Regions from separate parts of the Capsicum annuum genome. Here region 1 is linked to region 2. Evidence: chromatin contacts called from public Hi-C data. All regions are on one chromosome and are shown on one strand. Each heading gives the region's core, a stretch centred on a gene start, on an enhancer-like site or on the middle of the called end of the contact. The rest is flanking DNA. Distances are from core to core; before and after follow the strand shown.

Region 1 (4,552 bases), core at 451-2,950, 78 kb after region 2:
AATTGAGGCTCGCGATCGCAAGGGTTCATTTAAGCGAAGTCTTTGCAAACACAACATTCATTAGCTATTACTATCATCCACCATAACTATCAGTTGCCAGCAATTATTGGTGGCAACCACCCTCACCACTAATTACTACCCATAACACCAACATTAGGCAATGCCATCCACAACCACCATCATCAGTCAATCATCATATAATTTTTTCAAAATATTTTATTTATATATATAATTTTTTCAAAATATTTTATTTATGTAACATTTATTAATTTTTATTTATGTACATTAAGATATTGAAAGCCAAACCGCTTTAATTATTTAGTATTAAGATCTTAACACATCCTTAATATTCAAATACGTATTCAGATAGATATATATATGTATTTAAATTCAAACTGTTTCACTCTTAAAATGACCAAATGAGGCCTTTGTTCTATTAATCTTTATTGTACGTTCATCATTCTCTCTTTCCCATCTTTCTCCATCATTGATTAATCCAATTCCTCGAATAGTTGTTGCTAACATTACTCGTAAGTCGTATCGACAACCTTATTGACTTGCAAAGCATCTTGATTACATTTTCTTCATTTTTTAAGGGGAGCAAACTCAATACTAAAGTTGCTTCCATTGGTGGAGTTTTTCTCGTTGTTGACACTCTCGCTAATCCAATATAAATGAATTATTAACACTTTTCTCATGGTCTAAGATGAATGATGGAAGCGGTTCTGATAGGCGGGACAAAGCACTTTTAATGTTGATGAAAGAGGGGGAAATGCCTGGACTATAGATTTTTCAAAATTTAAGAATGTATGAATTTTTTTTTTTCCCAGAAATTGTCCTTCTTTTATTGGAGTTTTCAACTACTTTTAAATTATGAATATTGACTATCTTTACTTTTAAGAAGAGTTTGGAAAGAATCAAAAGGAAAATATTAACAAATTATTCGTTGATTAATGTCTTTAAATATATTTCTTTAGGGTGTTACAGTGTTACACTCCAATAATTCGATTATATTGGACTAGAGGTAATAGTGTTATTCTTGTCAATATTATCCGATCTTTTCTTCCAAATTGTGTGCAACAACATTCTCTTCTCATTCATGTCCTGTTCTTTAACATCGTTTATCTCACTCCTTGTGTGCATGTTGAAAAGTAATCAAATATACAGAAAATTCCAGTTGATGAGCAAGCAAGAACAGTGCTGCGGACTCTCATATGACAAAGACTCGACTTGAAGTAGTTGTCTCTCTACATAGAAATGTACGCTTGCACATAAGAACCCTGGATTGTGAGTAGGTTCGAATTTGGAATTCTGCCGCAACTCATTTGATTTAGTGGGTTCGAAATCTATGTTTATACTTCTTTAGCTAATTTTTAAGCATATATACATGGCCTGAGCCACAGTTATTGGGTTTGGACGAACCCACAACGAACACACTGCATCCGCCTCTGTGAAACATCCAGTATGTGAAATCCACTTGACCAACTGATTCAAGTTCCCAGCTAGGATGCATCATAAAGAAAAATTTCCTTACCAAGAATTTCTCCATTCTTAGGCTCAAATCGAAAACCTCTCAACTTCAACTCTTAACAAAGCTTCCCTACAAGCAACATCATCCAATAACACACCCCAACTACCTTACTTACTACAATTGCCATTTCATAAAAGAGCATGGCACTTATAGTTACATTCCCTTGTGTCTGCCTATGTAATTAATAGTGAGTCCCACTGTTATGAAGAGTCATTCCATCTCCATTCTGTGTGATAGTTTAAGAGACATTTCAATGAAAATTTTCCATTAACAAATCACAACTGACAATGCACTCTTCATTGTTTAGTCTTTGTCTAATCTTAACCTTCTTCCTTCTCTCCTCTGCCACTCATATTCACCACCATCGTCGGATTCTCCATCAACCGCTTCCTCCAACTTCAATCCCACCCGTTAATAAAACTAAACCTCCATTTCCTTCTCCTCCTTTTCATCCATTTTTCATATTTTTTCCTTCTCCTCCTCCTCCTTCTCCACCACCTTCGAATGATTTCGCCACTTTCCCTGCTAACATTTCCTCCCTCATTCTTCCACGCTCCTCGCATTCCTCTAATAAATCAATCACCAGCAAATTCATTGTCGTCCTCGTATCTGTTTCTATCCTCTCTGCTGCATTCGTCACTGCCCTAGTTCTTTTCTTCTTCCTTCATCATCACCATCCCCTCCACAAAGACAAAAGTTATGATGATGATCACGAGAGAACTGATACACTTCGTCTTGTCTCGCCTAATACAACCCCTTCTCACATTGAAATTGTCAAGAGAACGTCTACGTTTATGAGTTGTAGAGAAGTAAATACGGATGTTGCTCAATCTTCTACAGCCACAAATGACTGTTTCCAACTAAACTACCAAAGAATTGGATCACCAGAACTCCACCCGCTTCCTCCATTACCACGACGTCAATATTTCAAGCAACATCTTAAAATTGGACCATTTGAAAATGAAGATGATGAATTCTTCTCCCCCGGAGGATCCTCCTCTGGGGGTAGACGAAGTCCCAATTTCATACAAAGAAGTTTGCAATATCATTATCTGAATTCCAATTCGTCAAATGATTCATTATCCAATAGTCCTTCTAGAGAATTGAGTATGGTAAATTTTCCAGCACGACCGAGGTTTATTCTTCGGCCAATGGAACAGAGGTCAATGTCATCATCTTCACTATCTTCTGGTAGTACTCATAATTCCCCTGCTTCTCAAACAAGTTCCCTTCCGCAGAATCCCGAGTCTACTATGAGTAAATTCGTAAATCCTGGGAGGTATATAAGACAGCCACCGCCGCCACCACTGCCACCTCAAGTAGGTGAGCCATCAATGCCCGTTTCATTAGAGAGTGCTCATGACATTTGTGAATATTCAGAAGGTGTTGAAAGGAGGAATGAAGAATGTATGAAGCCAAAGCTGAAGCCTCTTCATTGGGATAAAGTTAGGGCCAGCTCAGATAGAGCAATGGTTTGGGATCAACTGAAATCTAGCTCTTTTCAGTAAGATTTATGTTTATCATTCTAAGTATTTATATAATGGCGAAGCCAGGATCGACTTATGAGTTCTGAAATCTAATGTATTCAAGTTTATGGGTTATACGTTAATAATCTATACGAGATTAATGGATTTTAAGACAAATACAAGATTTGAATCAACGTTACTAGGTTCAGTCGAACCCGCAGCTGACACTCTAGCTCAGCCCGCTTTGCCAGTATATCTTTTTATTTAGAGATATTAGTACTAAAATGAACTTGTTTGATCTTCTAAACGTTTTAATAGCTTAACATTGAGTATATCCTTGTTGTCAATAGATTTTAGTACATTGATACATATTTCCTAATCGAGATCAAAAAAACGTTTTCTGATTGTAATTCTTTTCTTTATTCTAGGTTAAATGAGGAGATGTTTGAAACACTATTCACTGTAAATGCTCCAAATTTGAATTCGAAAGAAGGGGTAAAACGTTCAATTATTCCTGTGATGAATCGAGAGAAGCAGTTGCTTGACCTAAAGAAGTCTCAGAACATAGCAATTTTGTTGAGAGCAGTTGAGATCACTAATGATGAAGTTTGTGAAGCACTGTTAGAAGGTAAACTGTTGGATTCTTGCTTTTAAACATTTTTAAGAATGCTATTAATATTTTTAAACTCTAATTATATTGCACTTAATCAGATAGCCTATTCAAATTATGATGACTTTTCCATTAAATGAAAAAAATGGAAAGAAAGCCTTACATGGTATATTTTTCTTGGAGAAGCTAAGGAACAGGATTTTATGGTCCCATTCTCTGCCTAGGGGCCGGCTTTAAGGTAAGGCAAGGGAAGCCATTGCCTCAGGTTCTCACTCCTCATATATTAAAGACCCCCCGCCCCCTAAAAAAGATGTAGTACTATCTATACATACATACATATATGTGTGTGCATGTGTGGAACTATTATAAGATTGTAAACTCTTTTAACATTTTTTGAAACTTGGTAAAGATTGTACGGATGAATAAGTAAATAACGAAATCAAGTAAGTAATCTATTTACCTTCTCGTCAATTCTAAATTCTCTCTATATACGGTTTTTTCCTTTGGCAAAATGCATAATTATCTCTCTATCCTATTATGATATTTTTAATTACACACTCTTCCTTTAAGAAGGTTCATTACCCTCCTAAACTTTTGACAAAATGCATAACTATCCTCCTAGTCTATCATAATTTTTTCAATTGCACACCTTTCCGTTAAGAAGGTCCTATTACCTTTCTAAAAAAAAAAAAAAAAATTTCCATAATTATTTTCACCTTTTATGCTGAACTAGACAAAAAAACGCAATTATAATAAATTAATTACATACATGCGCGCCAATAAAATAATTCCACCCCATTTTCTTTTCTTTATTTTACTATTATCTAGTCTTTAAAAATTAAAGGAAAGAGAAACAATATATATTCTCAAACTTCTATATTTATTCACTCTTTTTTTCGATGGAAGTCATATTTGTTGAAGAAGCCAATTAATCCTAATCATTTG
Region 2 (4,539 bases), core at 862-3,361:
GCAGTGAGTATACATATACTTTGCTTTACCTAAATGCTTCATGTCATAATGTGCTATGTGATAGATGCTTGTAGTATTTTTGCCTAACTATCAAAGTGTTATGTTGTTGATTATTTCGTAAAATTTGTGCTTAATTTGTAAAACTGAAGAAAATAATAGAAACAAAACATAACTGTTGAATGATGTAACTAAATATCTTTTTATGAGTCTAGCCACATTAAAAGTACTTTAAAAAAGGATAAATGTCATTACTTTGCCAGAATAGCTCAATCTAATGTAATTGTGTATCTCCTAAACTTGTGAACACAAATATTTGAGGTGAGTCAGTAATAATATATTAGGTGTAAAAAAATTTGTATCAGGTAATTTTATGTGTTGTATCTTACCTAAGATCTCTTTGTAGACGATGTTTTTGGTGTATGTTCTTTTTTTCCGCTTTGGCTGCTCCGTCATAACCAAAACCTTTGTCGATGACATAAATATTCCCCTTGAGAGGGCAACGTATAACTGTCCATGTGAAAAAATGTGTTGTGGCAAGTACAATCCAACAATTGGTATTGTCTGTCCCTGGGCTTTGTTTATCGTCATTGAAAAGCATAGTCGCACTGGAAATTATTTTCTAATGAATTTGAATGGGTAACCTTCATTTTCGGGAGGTGATAGCTGGATTCGTGGGATAAACACATGTTTGAAAGCATTTTGCCCAATCATTATTCCTGCATGTATGACATTCTTATCAAAACCTCTACATATCATTCTTGTGCCATTACATAAGCCATTGGAAGCATCCAAATTTCTTAGTAACATGATAGGTACATTTTTTTTCAAAACCAAGCTGCAAACCAATAAAATGTTGTTAAAATGATACTGTAAAGAAATTGAATAATAAGTTTTCAATCAAATGTGCTAATATAAAGATCATATAATTAATAGAACTATAGCTATATGTTTAGAGTATCTTTCAACACGTTAATATTTTTTTCTTGAAATTTATGTAGAATGTTATTTAGTTACAATATGTAATTGTCAGAATTACGTGAATTGTGAGCTACATTCACTGAGAGATATGTAAATTCCCTTGAATGTTTTATGAATGAATAGGTTACTTATCGTTTTCAGTAATATATAATACTCATACATAAACTTATTTCATATGAAACTCTTTTTCCCACTCTTAAACATATTTGTTTCATTCTCGACAGTTTGTTAAAAAGCTAAAGTCTGAGCCACCTACAAAGGAGATGGAGCTTCAATTGATGCGAGAAATTGCAGTTGAAGTATTGGTGAATGTTGTTTGTATAATAGAGAAAGGTGATGAGACATTGTTACTTGGTGTTTATAAAGAAATTGGCAAGGATTTACATACTGATGCTACCGGTATTGGTTCACTTAAGATCATTGGTTCAATGCATTTGTTACTTGTTGGCTATGTGTCATTCTCCTCGTTATAATAGAGCTCATGCTATTGCTCTTGGTGCTTTTTTTTGGTCTGCTATCACTTTCCTAGTTATCCTCTCTTCGTACTTCACCGATGTCCATTGTGTAATCTCTCTTTATTTGATGTTTAATTAGTGAAATGATTTGATACCCACTTGGTGATTCTTGAATTTGGTTTGTTTTTGGTGTTTTCTTGATTAATTTTTTGGGTGTATGTAGGGGGTTTCTTGGTTTGGTTGTATAGATTTGTGATAGTTCATGTTTTGTTACTATTTGTTTGTTATTATCCATGAGCGAGGGTCTGTTGGAAGCAACATCTCTACCTTCCAAGATCTTATTTTGTAGGACACACTGGGTTGTTGATGTTGGAAAGTTTGTGGGGAGGGGTAAATGTGGGGTGTAAGAGTTTCTAAGCTTGGAGTGTTTGATAACATGATATTAATTGGATGTTTATTAGTAAGAGCTAAAGTCGACTTGACTGTTGAAATTAAGAAGAGATGCTTAAGAGACCTGAAAATGGGGAATTCAAAAAATACAGTGGGGTTCTTGCAGTCTGGTATAGTTGGGAAACAGAAGTGTGATCAGATTGCAGTAAAATTAGGGGAATTGCAGAAATGAACTTCATTTTATATAGGAATGAAAAGTTTGATAAAACGTTTTCATTTGGGCGCGTTTGGGGGTTGGGAAGGTGAGAAGGCTGTAAAGGACTCTCTTGCTTTCCTTTTAATGGCTTGAATTTTTTTTCTACTTCTGATGAGTAGCCATTAAGAATTTATACTTCTGAATATTAAATATCTTTGTTGAAGTACCACGTAAAATTCAACCAAATTATATTTCAAGTGTGGATTTGTTATATGTTAGTTATCATTAAGGAATGGTTTAAATTATATACTGATCTGAATTTATATAATCATTTATTTGTTGTTTTGGTCAAGCATTTGCGCTTCTGTCTGTGTCAATCTACTTGTTTGTCTGGGCTTGTGGAAAATAAGTTCACTTAGACTCTTGGGACGTAACTTATCAGTCAGTCCTAAAGTTTGTTATTGCTTTTCGCTTCATATGATATATGATGCACATTTGCAAATTGACATAGTAGGGAACAACCAGGTTTAATTCATTGCGGATGACTATCACTTTGTTAATCTTCAAATGATTATATTGTAACGGCCTGAGTCTGTACCTCAGACGCTACATGGGTACCTCAGACGCTACATGGTGCTCATAATCCCAAAGAACCACAAGCTAACCCATGACTGATACCTGCTGCAATAGCTGAATAATAATACTGTGAATATGCAGAAATTAGGCAAAAACTTGCCATAAGGTTCAATACTGAAATAAAACTGAATATGGTATAGCAATACCAAATCTGAAACATCTGTCTGAAAATACTCTAGTCTGAAAAGCTTCTAAACTGTCTGAAATGTGGAGTTGATGGGACAAGTCCCCTACTAACACCGACTATTGAAATAAACTGAAATGGTAAAATTATAATTATGTCCTCGAACTATGAGGACTCACCACTAACTCTGACTACTGAAGATCTGAACTGCTAAGGGTGCTCGGGAGCTCGTGCGACTAAACCTATGACATAAAACATCATAGAGCAAGAGAAAAGTATGTGTTAGTACTATGAATGTACTGGTAGGCTGAAATACATGGGTTCATATGCATGAATAATACTGACTGAATGACATGAGTATAACTGGATGAGAGTACATGTATGAATACGTAACTGTAATTGAGATCGTGATAAAATTGAATACTGAGTCTGAATACTAATTAACTGATATCTAAGTATACTGATACTGAATTACTGATAACTAAATGACTGTATCTGATAGTCCTGATTCTATAGAACTATACTGAGTTTCGTACTGAGCTGAGTGACTGTGTCTAACAGTCTTGAATCTGTAGAACTGAATTGAGTTCTATTCTGAGACTGAATCTAAAACTGAGACTGTAGGAGGTAATTATCTAACCGACATGCCCCTTTCTACATTGATTGGGGTCCAACCTGTAACCCCAGTTGGAAGGGTGTCAATACCGTGCCACGGGTAAAGACAAGCTGTGAGTTAACCCTCTCTAACAGGAAGCTCTTTCATCAACCCTCGCTGGCAGGAAAACTCGAATGAGATGTATCAACCCTCATAAATCTGGCAGGAAGATATCTCAACCTACAATGGCTACGTAGTTCTGTAATGCAGGGATTGCTACAAGGGTCAAACCCTCTGCTGGCAGGAATGCTCCTATCCCTGGGTTAACTCTGTGCTGAATCCTACTCCCATCTGAATAGACACTAAACTGATTTCCTAGTTCATACTAGACTTAAATGGACTGTTACTAATTATACTGTCTAACTGAACTGAGTTAACTGAGTTTCGTTGACTGACGAAATACTAATGAATTCTATTAACTGACTTAATTTACTGAGGTCTGAATTGAATACTGGACTGGACTGAACTGATACAGAGTCTACTGAGTTTTCCTGAGTCATGTAATTGACTGAGAGTACTACTGATCGTGACATAACATAGATTATTCAGTATCTGACACTGGCTCAAGGTAAACAGCTAAATTGTCAGGTATTAAATACCTCCAGGACTCAATAGCATGAAAAGTAAAGCATCACATGATCTTGCATAGCATAAAATGCACACTTGTTCATAATGTATCTAGAGAGACATTTTATCAAACACTTGCATGGTATAACTTGCACATAAGCTAGCATGACATGATTTCTTTCCCTTATTAGTTCACATGAACAATTCATCAAGCACTTGGTGAGCATAATATATGCACATAATAAGAGGGCATCATGATTCACTTTCAATTTCACAATTTCAAGGGGTTTAACATGGATTCATACGAATCTACACACATAATAATCAATTCCACATGAAACGTATAATAAATCATGAAATAGAAATCTAATTCAAATAATAATCATGAATACACCTTAATTCCAATCAAGAAAGTCATAAATTCCAACTACTTGAAGTTTAAAAGAGTTTCTTGGACTCCAAGGGTGGAAAGAACCCTTGGATGAACACTTCACATACCTTAGTTGGTGAATTCTAGAAGAATAATAGTGGAAACCTT

The links. A called contact is a pair of places that touch in the nucleus more often than the background predicts.
Region 1: a contact with region 2 is called in a Hi-C map of leaf, with 1.8 times the contacts expected there. The contact joins the promoter of LOC107847344 here to the enhancer-like site in region 2. A contact is called at or near these places in 2 of 5 Hi-C or Micro-C datasets (leaf and placenta).

What each region holds. Positions count from the first base shown.
Region 1 is chr1:224,290,055-224,294,606 of UCD10Xv1.1, forward strand. It overlaps LOC107847344 (formin-like protein 2), which reads left to right and starts at 1,701. Exons shown (of 4, transcript XM_016691537.2): 1 at 1,701-3,035; 2 at 3,426-3,625. The coding sequence starts at 1,819.
Region 2 is chr1:224,211,475-224,216,013 of UCD10Xv1.1, forward strand. It overlaps the pseudogene LOC107861272 and LOC107847555. Among protein-coding and RNA genes, the nearest start is that of LOC107847344, 78 kb to the right of the region's middle. Within about 2 kb of position 2,112, at least 2 of the 5 cell types and tissues checked have an H3K27ac peak or open chromatin away from gene starts, as enhancers often do. A contact at or near this core is called in leaf, where this site is marked.